2 separate regions of the Mus musculus genome follow, and region 2 is linked to region 1. The links are chromatin contacts, called in public promoter capture Hi-C maps. All regions are on one chromosome and are shown on one strand. The core of a region is the stretch at or near the end of the contact, and the rest is flanking DNA. Distances in the headings are between cores, read along the strand shown.

The links. Promoter capture Hi-C pulls out the DNA fragments that hold promoters and counts their contacts.
Region 2: a contact with region 1 is called in a promoter capture Hi-C map of embryonic stem cells, with 2.6 times the contacts expected there. The contact joins the enhancer-like site here to the promoter of Rep15 in region 1. A contact is called at or near these places in 5 of 39 promoter capture datasets (embryonic stem cells, hippocampal neurons, liver and 1 more), 1 of 115 datasets of contacts at active chromatin or transcription factors (astrocytes) and 1 of 9 other capture datasets (liver).

The regions. Positions count from the first base shown.
Region 1 is chr6:147,031,113-147,033,957 of GRCm38.p6, reverse strand. Rep15 (RAB15 effector protein) reads right to left here and starts at 1,421. Exons shown (of 1, transcript NM_025620.2): 1 at 440-1,421. The coding sequence starts at 1,293. The coding sequence ends at 601. It overlaps Ppfibp1 (PTPRF interacting protein, binding protein 1 (liprin beta 1)), which reads right to left. Exons shown (of 31, transcript NM_001355728.1): 31 at 1,933-2,845.
Region 2 is chr6:148,917,571-148,920,520 of GRCm38.p6, reverse strand. No RefSeq gene overlaps it. Among named protein-coding and RNA genes, the nearest start is that of Caprin2, 23 kb to the right of the region's middle. Within about 2 kb of position 1,475, at least 6 of the 459 cell types and tissues checked have an H3K27ac peak or open chromatin away from gene starts, as enhancers often do. A contact at or near this core is called in embryonic stem cells, where this site is marked.

The DNA of each region.
Region 1 (2,845 bases), core at 172-2,671:
TTATATTGTTAAGTCCCAAGAAGACATTTTAGAAAATATGACCATTGTGTTTGAAAATACATTCCTTACTGCGAATACACATATTTCACCGGTGACTCAGTAACTCATGGTATAGCTAACACCCAGTTGAACCCTATGTTAAATACTTTGAAAGTCCTTTATTTGTGGAGTTGCTGGGAAGAAGCAATTGTGGAGGGAGGGCTCAGAAGGTCAGCAGTGGGAAGTTTTCTTTAGGAGTCCTGAACCAAAACTGACATCCCCACCACACCTCATGAACAGTTGCTCTCCTTACAACAGCAGTAACATTTTAAGCTTGTGACTATGAGATGAGTTCAAAGACAACTTTTTTTTCCAAATCAAACTTTATGTATAATTTATCATTTTCTCTTCCAATTTTTAGTTTTGAATAAACAAAACCCAAAGTAAAATTTCCCAAGACACAGCAACAGCTATTTTTTTTTTCTTTTCTTTTCCGTAACTGGGACACTAGCAAGTTTTAACCCAGGGATCACTTTCAGTCAATGTAGGGGGTGGATAGCCCTGTGTTGGGGATTGTCCTCCTGTTCTGTCTCACAGGCCAGTCACAGCAACATGCCCAGTTTAGAGGATGCGGATGTAAACTCTGCCCATGTCACTCAGCCCATCTCTTTTACTCAGACAGTTCCCTAGCAGCTCTTTGATGGAGATACAGTCCTTTGTTTCCAGCACAAACTGCTCCACAGCCTTTCGTCCTGGCAGCTGGCTCTCCATCATCCCGTTTCTGACACTCTCCAGGACAACGCCTCTGATAGCCTTAGGTTCTCCAGGCACACCGAAGATGATAAACAGACCCAGACAGTCCTCTCCTACCAAGTTACAGAACTCTTGCAGCTTGTCAAATCTGCCTTTTTTCCAAGACTCCTCTCCCCTTGACTCACAGGATTTTGGGTCCGTCAGAGGGAGCGAAGCCATCCTCAGAGTCTGCACTGCCACCTGAAGCCGTATTTGCTTATCAGGTCCCCAGAAGGTCCAAATCCAGTCTGCTCCAAACAGCCAGGCCTGGTGCTTGGTCATCTTGGTGGTGGTGAGCCACTCATCCGCTCCCCTTTCCTGGCAGAAGGTAACGAAGTGGACGAGGAAGACCTCAGTCAGTGAACTCGCTGCAAGGCAGAGTCTGCTCAGCGGATACTCAAACCCGAGGTACTCCTTCAGCTTCTGCGCTGCATGGGAAATAGCCGCACTGACCACCTCACACATGGCAAGAACCTCCTGGCTGTCCTTCGGAGCTACCTGCTGTGAAGCCTTTTGTCCCATTTTCTCACACCCAGTAAATGCTGCTTCTAGCTATTCAGCATGTGAATGTCACCGGGAACTGCCTCTTTCTCATAGATTTTCTTCAGCAAAGCCACATCTGTTAAAGCCACCACCAGCTTCCTAATGCCACAGCTTCCTTGATGTGGCTAGCCATATAGACCCGAGGCTAGACAAACATGTGAGGGAGGGCCCCGTTTGTCAACTGGGTGTGTTGTGCTCACAGATTCCTGATGCTTGCCAAGTGACAAATGACAATTTCACACAAAACACCTGCTCTACTCCAGGTTATGTACAGGCTACATTTGATCTCTTCCTGGATGTGGCTCCTGTTTCTAAAAACTAGTCAAAATAAAACCAGCACGTGAATGTATGGGTTAGACTCCTACATTCTCCAACCAATGTCTCTAAGCTTGTGTCTCTTCTGTTTCCCTTTTTTGACGCATCTGTTCTGACCCTTCCTTCCCCAGGCAGGTTGCTGGCATTTCCTTTTATATGTACTTCTTAAGCAGAGATCTCAATTTGTCTGATTCAAAAAAACTCAATCAAACGTGCAAGTTTACAAACAAAAATCAGTTACTGTTTCCACCAGAAATGAAGACTTTGTTTTTCTGAACAAAGAAACAATGACAAATACACAAGGCAATTATCAATTGACTTTATTTCCTCTCATAAGGTAATGCAAACTTTGCATAATACTTTTGTAAATAAAATATATAATCAAAAGTTTTTAACTTTATCACATATCATCAGTTGTTACATTGTCCTTGATAAAGAATATTTGGCATCTGTAACAGTCTGCTGGTATTTTAACCAGGTTCTAATAACAAACTGAGCTTTCAAATGGTGGTATTTATTCATGTTAAACTAAAACCCCAATACAGGAAGAAGCCAATATTGTCATGAAATCATGAATGGGAGCATGTTAGCATCTGATAATTTAATTAGAAATAACCAGCAGTGTTACAAGGTTCACAATGAACAGCTTTATAACCTGCAGAGCATAAAAACGGCATACTGCTGACATTTGGAAATAGCTATCACCAGATCTATCACTGTAAAGTGACCTGTCCACCTGTCCCCCAGTGTCTAAGCTCCTGTCCAGAACACAGGGGATCTCATTTAGAGTAGCCCTGAATGAAAAGTAGATTGTCTCCAACCCTGCTGAAAACACTCATAGACACATACCACTCAACAGCTGCTTTGTAGCTTTCTATTTTCTTTACAAAAAGCCTTTGGGCCCTGTGTGACAGAAAACATGAGCAACCTGCTGTTGGACAGGATAGCCATTAGAAAATGTTCTACAGCTTTAAAATATTTGGGTTCTGATTGAAATAATACGAAGCCCCATCAGCTGACAGTCTGAGTGTAAGGTACAATCGACATGGCTAGGCAGGACTCCTTAGTTCAACATAATGATGAGTTTAGCAAAGGGAAAAAAAAAGAAACTTAAGATGTAAAGGTTCTGTTTGTTTTTTTTGTTTTTCCAAAGTTATTCTAACAAAAACTTTTCTGATGGGTATATGAGTGCATCCAAAGGCTTCAAGTTGATGTG
Region 2 (2,950 bases), core at 226-2,725, 1.9 Mb before region 1:
TAGCTACATACAAAGGACTTTGTGTAGTGGTTTTAACATGAATGGAATGTCCATGACAAGGGTTGCTTATCTGTGGGGAGAGTTAGACCGGGACTTTTGTGTGAAACAACTTTACAGAATTATGAGGAACTGAAATGAAATCAAACATGGAAGTTTTAAACAAAATTTTTGAGACAGTTATGTATCCAGGCTGGCCTCAGTAATCACTGTTGGGCAGGTAAGATGGCTTTGGCTATGTGCCTGCCAAGCCTGACAATCTGGAATTTGGTCTCTAGAACCCACAAGGTAGGAGAAAACTAGCTCCCACCATTTTCCTCAGACCTTTTCACATGTGCTGTGGCACAATCAAGATTGCTTTTTCCTTTGTCTTTAGTGTGCCTAGAGTCAGGGTGCTTTTATATACAAAATATGTTTCTCAGACTTCATATTCCAGTTTCTGTGAGCTGGGAAGCTTGTATATAGACTGTTTGCTTCTGTCCTTCCAGTGCCAGGAGTCAGAATGTCAAGGTGAGAACTGAAGCAGAGACCATAGAGGAGAGCTGCCGACTGTTTGTTTGCTTTTCATGGTTCTACAACCTGGGACTAATTCCCCAGTGAGCTGGGCCCTCCCACATCAATCATTAGTCGGGAAAACGTGCCACATATTACAGAGGCTGCCTTAGTTATTCTGTTGGTGTGAGAGACACCATGACCAAGGCACCTCTGATAAAGCATTTAGTTGAGAGCTTGCTCACAGTTTCAGAGGGTTACTTTGTTATCATGGCAGGCATGGTGCTTGCAAGTAGCTGAGGGCTTTACATTCTTACCAGAAGTCAGTGGACAGTAAAGCAACTTAGCCTGGGCTTTTGAAACCTCAAAGCGCACCATCTCCAACATGTCCTAACCCTTTCCAACAGCTGACCAACTGGAAACGAGGATTCAAATACATGAACCTATGAGGCCATTCTTATTTAAACCAACACAGAGGCATTTAGATTCTCTTCCCTGAGAAGTCTAGGTTTGTGAAATTGGCAAACCAACTAGGACAAACTGAACCAACACACTAGCATTTTGATCTATGATGCTACCACTGATTACAGAAGTAGGAAGGTGGATCTGTTCTGAAACACCCATGAGCCAAGTGATCAAACACTGATCAAAAGTCCTGTAAAGTTCAGTCTTAATTACATTTTTGTACCATGTCCAGAGAAACTTACAAAAGAAAGCATTTAATTGGGATCTTGCCTAACAGTTTCAGAAGGAAATGTCAATGACCATTGTGGGAGCTTGACAGCAGGCAGTCAGGCATGAAGCTGAATCAAGCTGAAAGCTTTCAGATTGAGACAATCATGAGAGAGACACAACCCAGAGGTAGAGAAAGCTGGGTGGGCTTTTGATTCCTCAAAGCCTAGTTCCAGTAACATACCTTCAACAAGCCCACACCTAATCCTCCCCATACTTTTACAAGCTGCAGCCCAAACATTGAAACAAATATATGAGCCTTTGAGAGCCATTCTTATCCAAATCACCACTATTCTTAAACAAACCTGCAGCTGAGTGGAAGTGTAAAGAGTTTAACTTGAATAAAGCCTGCTTTTCTGATTCCTGTTTGCTTTCTTTTTCTTCAAAACAGGGTTTCTGTATAGGCCTCAGTCCTGAAACTCATTCTGTACACCAGGCTGGCCTGGGACTCAGAGGCTCACCTTCTTCTTCCTACTGAGTGGTGGGATTAAAGGGGTGTGCCACCTCATCAGGCAATGTTTGCTTGCTTTTTATTTATTTTATGTATATGATACACTGTAGCTGTACAAATGGTTGTGAACCACTATGTGGTTCCTGGGAATTGAACTCAGGACCTCTGCTCACTCCGGGCCCACTTGCTGTGGCCCAAAGTACACTGTAGCTGTCTTCAGACACACCAGAAGAGGGCATCAGATCTCATTACAGATGGTTGTGAGCCACTGTGGTTGCTGGGATTTGAACTCGGGACCTTCGGAAGAGCAGTCAGTACTCTTAACAGCTGAGCCATCTCTCCAGCCTGCTTGCTTGCTTTTTAAATTATTTATTTATTCTTAAATTTGTGTACGTTGGTGTTCCTTCCTCTGGAAAAGGAAAGCAACCAGGGACCTTAACTCTCCAGCCCACATTTGTTTACTCTGTAAACTAGCTTGATGGTCCAGCAGCCAGTGCCTCTTTAATCCAGAAAAGTTTTCTGCTTCCTGCAAAGGCTGGTCATGGAAGATGAGTTTACCTGTTTGTGTGTGGTTCATGTGTACGCCTTTAGTGTTTGAAACAAGATCTCTTACTAAAGCTGTGGCATAACTAGAAACACCAGGGACCCCCTCCTGCCTCCACTACTGAGATTACAGCTGTGCCCCAACATGACTGGATACAAGGGATCTGAACTTTGGTCCTCGCCTTACTAGACAGCAGCACTCTTCCAGCTGATCCAGAAAACCCCAGTTTTGTTTTTAATGCCAGTTTGAAATGTATTATAAAAGATGGGGGCAGGAAGATCACAATTCTAGACCACCTGAGGTATATGAAATCCTGGGTTAAAAACAGCTTCAAAACAGCCAGAACTTAGTGCCAGCTGTCAATGTCATGCTGAAGTTCTCCAGGCACCCGTAGTCCAGTGTCCATATTGATCCAGCATCCTGATGCCTGGCAGTTTTTGTGTGATGTTTAATGAACTGGGACTGGAAAAGGAAGAGACAGCCAAGTTGGATCAAAGGTAGGAGTTTCATGGGCTCATTCATGAAAGAAAGGAGCCAGAGGGTCCTATTGGATAATTTCTCTAGCTAGCAGTGGAGTTTGGTTACTCATTGTTGGTATCATGTTCCCTGCACCATGGGCAAAGGCTACTTATTATTGTGGTATGTTGAGTCTAGGGGATCTTAGACAAATCTTTTCATTCTGTGTAGAAGGTGACTAAAATCAGAGCTGCCCTTTTGTCTCCATGTCTGGAAAG